2 separate regions of the Rattus norvegicus genome follow, and region 1 is linked to region 2. A link is a contact called in public Hi-C data. All regions are on one chromosome and are shown on one strand. Each heading gives the region's core, a stretch centred on a gene start, on an enhancer-like site or on the middle of the called end of the contact. The rest is flanking DNA. Distances are from core to core; before and after follow the strand shown. Region 1 holds the start of Ring1 (ring finger protein 1). Region 2 has its middle 6.1 kb from the start of RT1-Ha.

Evidence for each region. A called contact is a pair of places that touch in the nucleus more often than the background predicts.
Region 1: a Hi-C map of kidney shows a contact between it and region 2, with 2.6 times the contacts expected there. The contact joins the promoter of Ring1 here to the enhancer-like site in region 2. A contact is called at or near these places in 6 of 12 Hi-C or Micro-C datasets (Schwann cells, frontal cortex, kidney and 3 more) and 1 of 1 datasets of contacts at active chromatin or transcription factors (oligodendrocytes).

The regions. Positions count from the first base shown.
Region 1 is chr20:4,829,922-4,834,737 of GRCr8, reverse strand. Ring1 (ring finger protein 1) reads right to left here and starts at 2,725. Exons shown (of 7, transcript NM_212549.2): 1 at 2,578-2,725; 2 at 2,361-2,486; 3 at 1,367-1,527; 4 at 1,070-1,285; 5 at 393-782; 6 at 1-205. The coding sequence starts at 2,438. It overlaps Mir219a1 (microRNA 219a-1), which reads right to left and starts at 3,158; the gene lies at 3,049-3,158. It overlaps Hsd17b8 (hydroxysteroid (17-beta) dehydrogenase 8), which reads right to left. Exons shown (of 9, transcript NM_212529.1): 7 at 4,733-4,775; 8 at 4,466-4,540; 9 at 4,104-4,294. The coding sequence ends at 4,278.
Region 2 is chr20:4,775,803-4,780,754 of GRCr8, reverse strand. It overlaps the pseudogene RT1-Hb-ps1. Among named protein-coding and RNA genes, the nearest start is that of RT1-Ha, 6.1 kb to the right of the region's middle. Within about 2 kb of position 2,669, at least 8 of the 93 cell types and tissues checked have an H3K27ac peak or open chromatin away from gene starts, as enhancers often do. A contact at or near this core is called in kidney, where this site is marked.

The DNA.
Region 1 (4,816 bases), core at 1,476-3,975, 54 kb before region 2:
CAGGGCAGGCTCCTCAGGACCTTCGCCTCCTCCAGAAACCCCTCTCTCCCCACCACCCCCGTCAGGTCCGCCTGTGTCCGAGGCACCCCCGCCAGGCCCTCCGGGCTCTACGGTTTCCTGCTGCTGCCTCCTCTCCAGGGCAATGCGCAGGGCCAAGTACTTGGAGAGGTGATCCACTGTGGCATTCCCAGTAGTCTTCACATACCTGGAGGGAGGACAAGAGTCCCTGAATGCAGAACTTTCTCCAAAAGCTCTGGCTGGGGTTGTGGAGGGAGGGAGGTCTCATCATTGTCTCATCCCCCTGCCTCTGGGATTACAGGTGTACACTACCACCCTCAGTTTGTGGGGAACGAACTCAGTGTCTCATGCATGCCAAAGGCAGGGCTCCTCACCTAGTCTGGCAGTATTCTCCTTTCTCCACAAGCAGGGGATGGGGCCGGAACACAAGCTCGATCTCTCCACCTGGCTCTGGAGGACTGGGAGCCCCAGGAGGGCTTGGGGGGCCTAGGGTTCCCCCTCCCAGGGTGCCGCCCCGATCACCAGAGTCTTCAGAACCAGCACCCCCGCAAGCCCCACCAGCAGCACCACCCCCTGTCCCTACACTGCTGCCCCCTGCACCCCCTCCACGGGGTCGCTTGGGAGCGGGGCCCGGAGCAGAGTCTGGGGCGGAGTCGGAGCTTATGTCCTCCCCATCCCCTTCTCCCTCCCCAGGCTCTCCTTCCCCCCCACTCATTGTGGTGGTCTGATCAGATCCTGGCATCGGCCGCCTCACACGCTGGGCCCTGTAGAAAGCAAACACTCCGGGTTACAAAGGGCCTGACTCAAGCCCTAAGTGTTAAACTTCGGAGGACGCCGCCCCTGCCAGGAGGCCGCGGAAACCCTACTAGGGATATGCTGCTGCCTGTTTATCTCTAGTGGGTGGCGGAAGAAATAGGCTTAACGAGGGCTGGTGGGGTTAACTTGCTTGAGGACAGACATTTGCCCTCAAATCCCAACGTCAGCTGCAGGGCGGACGAGCCCCGCACCGCAGACAAGCCCCACAGGCTATGTGTTCTCTGGATCTCCGCACCTGTGCATGGCCTGCATCCGAAGCCCCTCCTCGATACTGGAGCTCAGCGCCTGCTGGTTGTGCAGGCGGCTGAGGCGGATGAGCACCCGGTCTTGATGGGCCTCGTACTCCTCCCGGCTAGGATAGATTTTGGAGATCAGGGCGTCGAAGTTGGGGTCGGGCCGTAGGGACCGCTTGGATACCAGCTTTTTCCGGCAGGTGGGGCACTCTTTGTTCCTGGGGTGGGAGGAAGGTCAGCGCCCATGGTCGATGCCCAGGTTGGCCCGCCTGGCCCCATGGCATCGTCCCTCCTGTTACCCGCTCCGCAGGGCAGTGACGATGCAGTCCGAGCAGAACCTGTGCAAGCATTCCTTGGTGGTCATTGTGTTTTTCAGCATGTCCAGGCAGATGGGGCACATGAGCTCCGAATGCAGTGACCGGGGCGAAACAGCAATCTCCGTCCCGTCCATGATGGCTTCCTGAGTCATTAGCAGGCGGGGGCGGGTTGGGGAAGAGGGACTTTAGAGGCAAGCTCTGAGAAACGTAAGAACCTGGACAGCCACGCTGACCAAAACTGATGGGGAATTCTGGGATGGAGGAGACCAATGACTTGGAAATTACCGGAACAGAAGAAGGGATGAGGGCCCATTTACAAGGAGTTTTGAAACAGAAGGACCAGAGGTTTGATGAGAGAGAGGGCTAGGGTTGGAGGACCGCACTGCTCTATGGGTTGAGGGATATTTACGCAACAAGACTTCTTTATTTGTTTGTTTGTTGTTTTCAAGACAGGGTCTCCATAGGCATGTGATCCTGGTAGGCAACTAGCTAGACTGACCTCAGACTTAAGAGATCTGTCTCTGCTTCAGGAGTGCTGGGGTTAAAGGACTGCACCATCATATCCGGCCTCAACAGGCTTTCTAAAAACTCTAAAGAACAAGACTACCTAGACTAGCAGTTTCAGGGTGCCAATTAAAACAGATTCGGACGCCGTCCCAGCGCACGTGGGTCAGAATACTGGAGAGGGGATTCTATTTAAGCTCGTAGGATGAATATATGTGTACACTGACATGTGGCTCTTGAGATGAGACAGAAGGTCTTCTGGCGTCTGTTAACCGTGCTTCAATTTAGACGGTGATATCTGCTGTAGCTCTCTGTCATGGCCGCGTTGAGGGGTTAAATCGGATTAAACGAGGTAAGTGTAAAAGTGCTTTGAGAAGATGATTCTGAGACCGAGTCGGGCAAAGAATAGTGTGGTGGGGGAGGGGGAGGGTTGGCGGGAGGGAGTAAGCTGGGACTGGAAGATTCCTGTCACCTGCGGGGTCCGGTGCAGCTCATAGAGACTCAGTTCCCACGTTTTGCTGGCATTCTGTGCATTCGCCGGCGTCGTCATGGCGACGGGGCACCGACCCCCTCCAAGCAGGGCTCCGCTGAGAGAGGTCTGCGGAGGGGGAGGGAGGGAGACGCTGTCGGGGCCGCCCCTCTGCAGACCCCGCCCCCTGACCCTGGGCGCGCGCCCCGCGGCCCCTCACCCGGCTCCGGCCTTCGCGCTGCCCCACTGCGGGCCTCTCCCCGGGGACCCCGGGGCTCCGCCGCCCTGGTCTGCTCGGTCCGTAGCTGCCACTCACGCCGCAACCCTTGCTGCCACCGCCGCCGCCATGGCCCGGGCGCTGAGGCCCGACGTCACTTCCGCCCTCCCTGCATCCCACCCCGCGACGGAGACGTCACCGCCCTCACGCGCCACGCGCGCCGTGGAACCGGGTTCCCCCTCCTCCGCGGGGCGCGCGCGGAGCCGCGCCGCTGGGTGCTGGTACTTGTGGAGAGCCCAAGGTCGGAGCTCCCCTCCGTGACGCTGATCCCCAACTTCTCTCAAGCCGGGCCTGGGAACCCCGGAAAGCCAGCCACAGCTGCACCTCGGCTGCTGGGCGCGCGCCCTGAAGTCCTAGGGCTGCGGCGGGGTCCCGAGAGTGTCCGGGGACTGTCCCGCGCTTCGCCCGGCCTCTCCCCCTCGAGGTTTGGGGGCGGCGGCTCGGGACGTCCAGACGCAACTCTCGGCCGGAGCCAGAGACTCGAGAATTGCGTTTGGACAATCAGGAGCCGCGGCCCGGGACAGGGAGAGAAGCGCACAGGAGGCACCGGGGCTGGAGACGCCACGCGGAAGCGGGGACACCAGATGGGGCGGGTCCCTGGGAGGGGGAATCGGGGAATACACGAGTGAATGTCTGGCGTGGGAAAGTAGGCAGAGCCACTCCGGGACTCGGAGTGAAGGAAGCGGACGAGGAGGAGAGAGAAGAAGAGGGAGCAGGGCCATACCGGTTGAGGGCCGGGAATAAGGGGCACGGAGGAAGAGACAGTGATGGGTGTTCGTCCCCCACGCCAGCCTGCGCAGCGGCTACCAGGGAGTGGCCTATCTCTGGGACAAGTTAGCAGCGGGTCCCCTCGCCCCCCAACCCAGTTGCCCCCTACTTCCCTGTTCTCTCCTTCAGTCCGTGGCCAGTCCTTATGTGGGCACCAGAGTCGATTAGCAAGGACCCCCTCCCCTTCCTCCTCCTCCTCCTCCCAGCCCCCTCCCTTCTGCTCTCCTCCAGCCCCTTTCATCGGCTAGTCCATTCCCCTAATCCTGGCCCCCTCCCCTAATCCCCCCCATCCGACCCCAGGCCGGCTGCAGCTATTGTAAGGTGGAGAGAAGGGAGGGGAAAAAGAGAAAGGAGGGGTGGGGGAGGGCCACCTGTTCCAAGACCCCCTTCCAAGGCCAGACTGGACACCAGGATGGGGCCAAGAACAAATCACCCTTGGGGGCCATAAGGAACCCCGGGAATGGGGGGGGGGCATGACTGGTGCTGCAGAACCAATGAGAGGGGGTGGGAACAGAATCCCCTCCCTCTGAAAAGACCCAGAGTGTCACGCATACACAGTGACATACACTCTTTCCTCTCACACCCGGCGGCGGGGGTTGCCCTGGGAGACCAGGCAGTGAAAAGGAACAATCCTTTGGAAAGGGGAGAGGGGGGGAGGTGGGGAAGGGTCTGAGGGCTTGGACACAAGAAGAACCGGAGGTGGCAGGGAAGAGGATTTGGAATTTATTAGGGTCACAAGCACCCCTGCCTTCCATATTCAGCATGCCTGAGCCACACACTGCCATCTCTTTTGTAGCCTGGGAACTTAGCGTCCTCATCAGCAGGAGGCCAGGCAGTGGTGGGGGAGTGAGCAGAGTCCGGCTTCCAGCAGGCGGTTACATGAAAAGACCTCCTGAGAGGGGTTGAAGCATCGGGACAGGTGCATGGGTGGGGATGTAGGCACCCACTTCTGTCCCTGGTCTAAAGAAGGGATCTCTCTGCCCTTCAGGCTGCAGGGTCCCCTCACTTTCTCACACAGCCCGGGTTCTGTTTTCCGGTCCTCCTCCCCATGAAGGCCTCATACCACTGACTTCCACGGAGGCCCCTGTGATGTATCCACTGTCTTCTGATGCCAGGAACGCAACCACATCTGCTACATCTATGGGGATGGTGGGGGAAGGGCAGTCTCACTTCCTTAGATCCAGACTGGCTATATCCCCACTCCCCTCAAAAAAAACCCCAACCCCTAAACCTACACCAATCATTAATCCCTGTGCGACCTTTTCAAGACTATTACAGATTTAAGGCTCTGTTCAAGCCCCCTCAGATCCTTCTCCCAATCCATGCTCACCCTCAGGGTCCCCCATGTGTCCCAACGGAATCATTGCAGTTACCTGTAAAGAAACACGTGGGTAAAACTTTCTTTTATGGACTC
Region 2 (4,952 bases), core at 1,420-3,919:
ATGATCACCATGAGGATTGGGGCAGCTGCCCTTCCGAACAAGGACAGTCAAGAGGCAAACGGGGGGAGGTCAGACCGCAGCGTGATGTCATGGCATCACGCTGGATGTCTGACAGGGCCAGATCCCACACCCTCAACATCCCCAGGACAGAGACAGGCTCTCCTCTTGTGCCTCCAACTCAGAACCAGCCTCAGGGGGCTCCAGGAGTAGCTGGGGTGGTCAGGTCCCAGTGTATAAACACCCAGGGCAGGATAGTGGATCTCGAGTCAGGGCGCTGCCCGCTCTATAGGGCATGGATCGAGAAGAGCCCCCCGCAGTGACTCACTCCACTCTACTGTGACGGGGCTCTCAAGGCTGGGGTGTTCCACATGTACACATCTCCCCGCTGTGGCGTCATCTCCAGCATGACCAGAATCTGGAAGGTCCAGTCCCCGTTTCGGATCAGGTTGGTGGACACGACCCCAGTCGTTTCCTCCTGGCTGTTCTGGAACCAGCGGACCTGAATGCTGCCCGGGTAGAAATCTGTCACGTGGCAGACCAACAGGTCATGGTGCTTCAGGGTGACCTTCTTGGAGGGTGACACGTGTACCTTAGGCCGGACTAGAAGTGGAAAAGAAGCGTCACGTGAGAGTGTGATTCTGTGGTGAAGGCCTTCAATCCCAGCACTCGGGAGGCAGAGGTAGGTGAATCTGTGAGTGTGAGGCCAGCCTGGGCTACAGAGTGAATTCCAGGATATAGTGAGTCTCCCACATTGTCATGGTGAGAAGGACACAAGGTTCATTCAAATATTTTTTTTTGGTTCTTTTTTTCGGAGCTGGGGACCGAACCCAGGGCCTTGCGCTTCCTAGGCAAGTGCTCTACCACTGAGCTAAATCCCCAACCCCTCAAATATTATTTTTAGGTATTTATTTATTTTATGTATGTAGATACAATGTCACTTTCTTCAGACACACCAGAAGAGGGCATCAGATCCCATTACAGATGGTCGTGAGCCACCAGGTGGTTATTGGGAATTGAACTCAGGTCCTCTGGAAGAGTAGTCAGTGCTCTTAACCGCTGAGCCATTTCTCCAGCCCCTACTTGATCACTTTTATGAACTGACATTTCCTCAGCCAACTCCTTCCTGAATTGTGATTTATGAATTAAGATGTGTCTCCCTCCATTTGAACTCCTGGACTCTGGGTTAGTCAGTTTTACCTTAGAACATGCCATGAGCTATGCAACATGCCTGCAGTATACAACTGACCTCTAGGGGGCTCTGCAGCTAAGTCTACAGGCCCAAAGGACTCGTTACTCTTCTGGTTCAAAATATATTTCACAATGGCAAAAGAAAAAGAAACTTCATAGCTCGCCACCATTTTCTTTTTTGTTAGTTGTTTACTTGTTTATTTTTTAAAAGATTTATTTATTTACTTATTATGTATAAGTACACCGTTGCTGTCTTGAGGTACACCATGCTGGGATTTGAACTCAGGACCTCTGGGAGAACAGTCGGCGCCCCTAACCACTGAGCCACCTCTCCAGTCCCGTTTATTTATTTCAAATTAGTTTTAAGATTAAACGGCAGCAGTGCTTTCCTCTCTCCTAATATGCGCCATGATTATCGTTCTTCGGGTGATGGACTCCAGCGTTCCCTCTTCCCAGCTCACTCGACACTGAAAGCACGGCTGAAACCCTGACGTTTCCTACTTGGACAGCAGTTCTGTGTGGTGCTCACCCAACTGAAATTCTTGAGGCTGGTGGGTGGCGAGTTCTGGTCTAGCCTGGGCTATATGGTGAGAACGGCTCAAACAACCACCCTCGGGCTTGGCAACACGTCTGTACCTGGTTACCCTGTCACCACCGGGACACTAACTGAAAGCAGTCTTCAGACCCCGGCACCTGCTCAGTGTGGATCTCTGGGGTCCTCGGCACTGCCGAGTGTGACCTCTGGGTGGTGATTTTTGGAGGATCTGCTGAGCGGACGAGTCTGGGACACTCTGGTTCGGGTGATTCACCCAAGTTCAGACCGGAATTTAGGGCTCTGTGCAACCCAGCAACCAAGCACACTGGATGCCAGCCTACCACTGAGGACAACCCCATGTGCTTTGGACATCACTTTACCGAGCTACTGGGTCATCATCTCTGACTCAGGTCACTGTCCCAACTCCTCTCCAATCCGTCTGGATTCCCACTCCCTCCTAGGAGTCAGGAATAGTTGATGACGGGGATTCTCGCTTTCCAGAGAGGGGTTTAAGGGCGTGTGTCCACACACCCTCTTCCCTGTATCTGCAGAAGGCTGCCCGCTTCACCCCCGGCTTTTCTCCTTCAGATCCCTTCAGGATACTCACCAAGTCCCATCCAAAAGCTGACGGGAAGGAGCCAGGGGCCCTTTCTCCTGGCTCTGCATAGCTCACCTGCCGCCTTCACGCTCTGACCGCCTGCCTAACCCGCCTACCTCCTTTCTGGCTTCCCAACCCTCCAACTTCTGTCCTTACCTTCTGAAGCTGTTGGTCCCCCTGTCTGCTGTTGTCTGCCACCCTCTGTACCTCAGTTTCCCGACACTTCCCTGCCCCGGTTTTTGCTTCCCTTCATAGTCTCCTCACAGTGACTGCTCTTAGCCTGCTTCCGGTCCCCTTTGTTCTCTTTACTGATTGGCCTCTCTAGATGACCTCACCGGGCGGGCCCTCCTGCACCTGTCCTTGAGTCCCGAGTCTCCATTGCACCCTCTGTGCCGGCCCCCAACCCCCACAGCTCGCACTCCTGGGAGGTGGCGCCTGTGGCCCATCTCCCCACAGCTCCTACGATTGTCCCGTGGCCCTGCTCCCTTTACCATAGCAGGCTGGTTACCAGGCCTGACGTGTTCTTGACATTCCTTAGTTCAGCCTCTCTGCCCTTGTGCTCGCCCCAAGTCTCCCCCATCCCACCATGTGGGTCCCCCGGGTTGCTGCCTAGCCTGGCTCTCCTCCGAGATCTCACCTCGGCGTTTCACTGTGAAGCCCTGGCTCAGCTCGTAGTTGTGTCTGCACACCGTGTCCACCTCGGACCTCCGCCGCTCCATGTAGTCCTTCTGCTTGTTCCAGGACTCGGCCCACGGCCGCCCCATGGCGGTGAGCGCGCGGAACTCGCCCACCGCGCTGTCGAAGCGCATGAACTCCTCGCGGTTGAAGATGCATCTCATGATGAATCGCTGCGTCGTCCCGTTGTTCTCCGCGTAGCACTCGTGCAGCGCGCGCAGCAGGTGGTTTTCTGAGGGCACAGAGGCCGCGTCCTGGGGAGCTAGGACCCGGCAAGCCTCAGACCCACCCCCACTGAGAAACCCCCGCCGAACCACCAACTCAGCCTGGCTGCTTCTTCCCACCTTCCCTCTCAGTCTGGATCTTTGAATACTGTTTTTATTGATTGAGTTTTCTTTATTTTTGAGAATTAGACATGATCATCATATCTATCCCCCATTTCCCCCTCCAATTCCCTGCAGATATCTCAACATGGCCCCCTCCCTGCTTCCGCTTCTCTCTCCTTTCTCTTTCTCACCTTCTCCCTTTCCTCCCTCCTCTTCCCCCTCCCTCTTTTTCTCCTCCCTCCTTCTTTCTCTGTCCCCTGTCTTTCCCTCTTTCTCCTCTTTCCCTCTAAGTTCAATCAATGCTGTCCCATCCACTGGCGCATGGGACAGGTACCAATGACATCACTTTCAAAAGAGCAATTATGGAGTTGGATGGAAGACTGGGTGATTAAGAGCCCTGGCAGCGGGGCTGGGGATTTAGCTCAGTGGTAGAGCGCTTACCTAGGAAGCGCAAGGCCCTGGGTTCGGTCCCCAGCTCCGAAAAAAAGAACCAAAAAAAAAAAAAAAAAAAAAAAAAAAAAAAAAAAAAAAGAGCCCTGGCAGCTTTGAATTCCAGAATTCATATGGTGGCTCACCCTCCAGTTCAAGATCAAAGCCTGCATCTGGCATCCAACGGCACCAGGCACACCACTCATGGTACACACACACACACACACACACACACACACACACACACACACACACACGTTTACCCATTCCAGCAGCTCAGGCCTCGGTTTCCTCACCAGTGACCTCAGGGTGAGGGTCACAGGACATAAAGGGACTTCCTGTTGTGGATGACCAGTACCAGTGAAGGGTTGGGACACTGAGAGGAAGGTTACAATTCTGGGGGCTGAGTGGAATGACACCTCACATGGGGCCACCAGGAGTTACAGAATCTCACCATAACAGTCCCTACAGAAGAGAAGCTGCAGTGTAGGGGGTGGGGCCTTGGGCGGGGGCGGTGGCGGGGCCTTGGGCGATGTACTGACATCCCTGTATCTGAACCCGCCCACTTGTATACCGCAAATGTCACCTCCCCATAACAAGGTGCTTTCCTCTCTGAACCAGCATCTTTAATACTCCTACATGCTGTAATACACGCAGTATGTCCTGTCCCATGTGCTGGGAATGCAGAAATAAACACATAAGCCCTAACGTAAAAGTTAATTCGCTGTTTCACCTTTAAGTAGCCATGTGGAAAAACTTGACCTTAAAAAGTGTGGACTGCGGGGTTGGGGATTTAGCTCAGTGGTAGAGCGCTTGCCTAGCAAGTGCAAGGCCCTGGGTTCGGTCCCCAGCTCCAAAAAAAAAAAAAAAAAAAAAAAAAAAAAAAAGAAAGAAAGAAAGAAAAGAAAAGAAAAGAAAAGAAAAAGGTGTGGACTGCCTATGTAGAAACACCATGATGAAATTCACCGCTTGGCACGATAGCTTAAAAGTTAATTAGGGTCTGGGGAGGTGGACCCGCAGTTAGGAACACATGCTGTTGTTCTTGCAGAGGACTCAGGTTCAGCTCCCAGCACCCATAGGGCTGCTCAGAACCACTTGTAAGTCCAGTTCCAAGGGATCCAGTACCCTCTTCTGACCTTTGTGGATCCCAGACGTACCCATGGTCCACATATGAGCATGCAGGCAAAGGATTCCCTACACA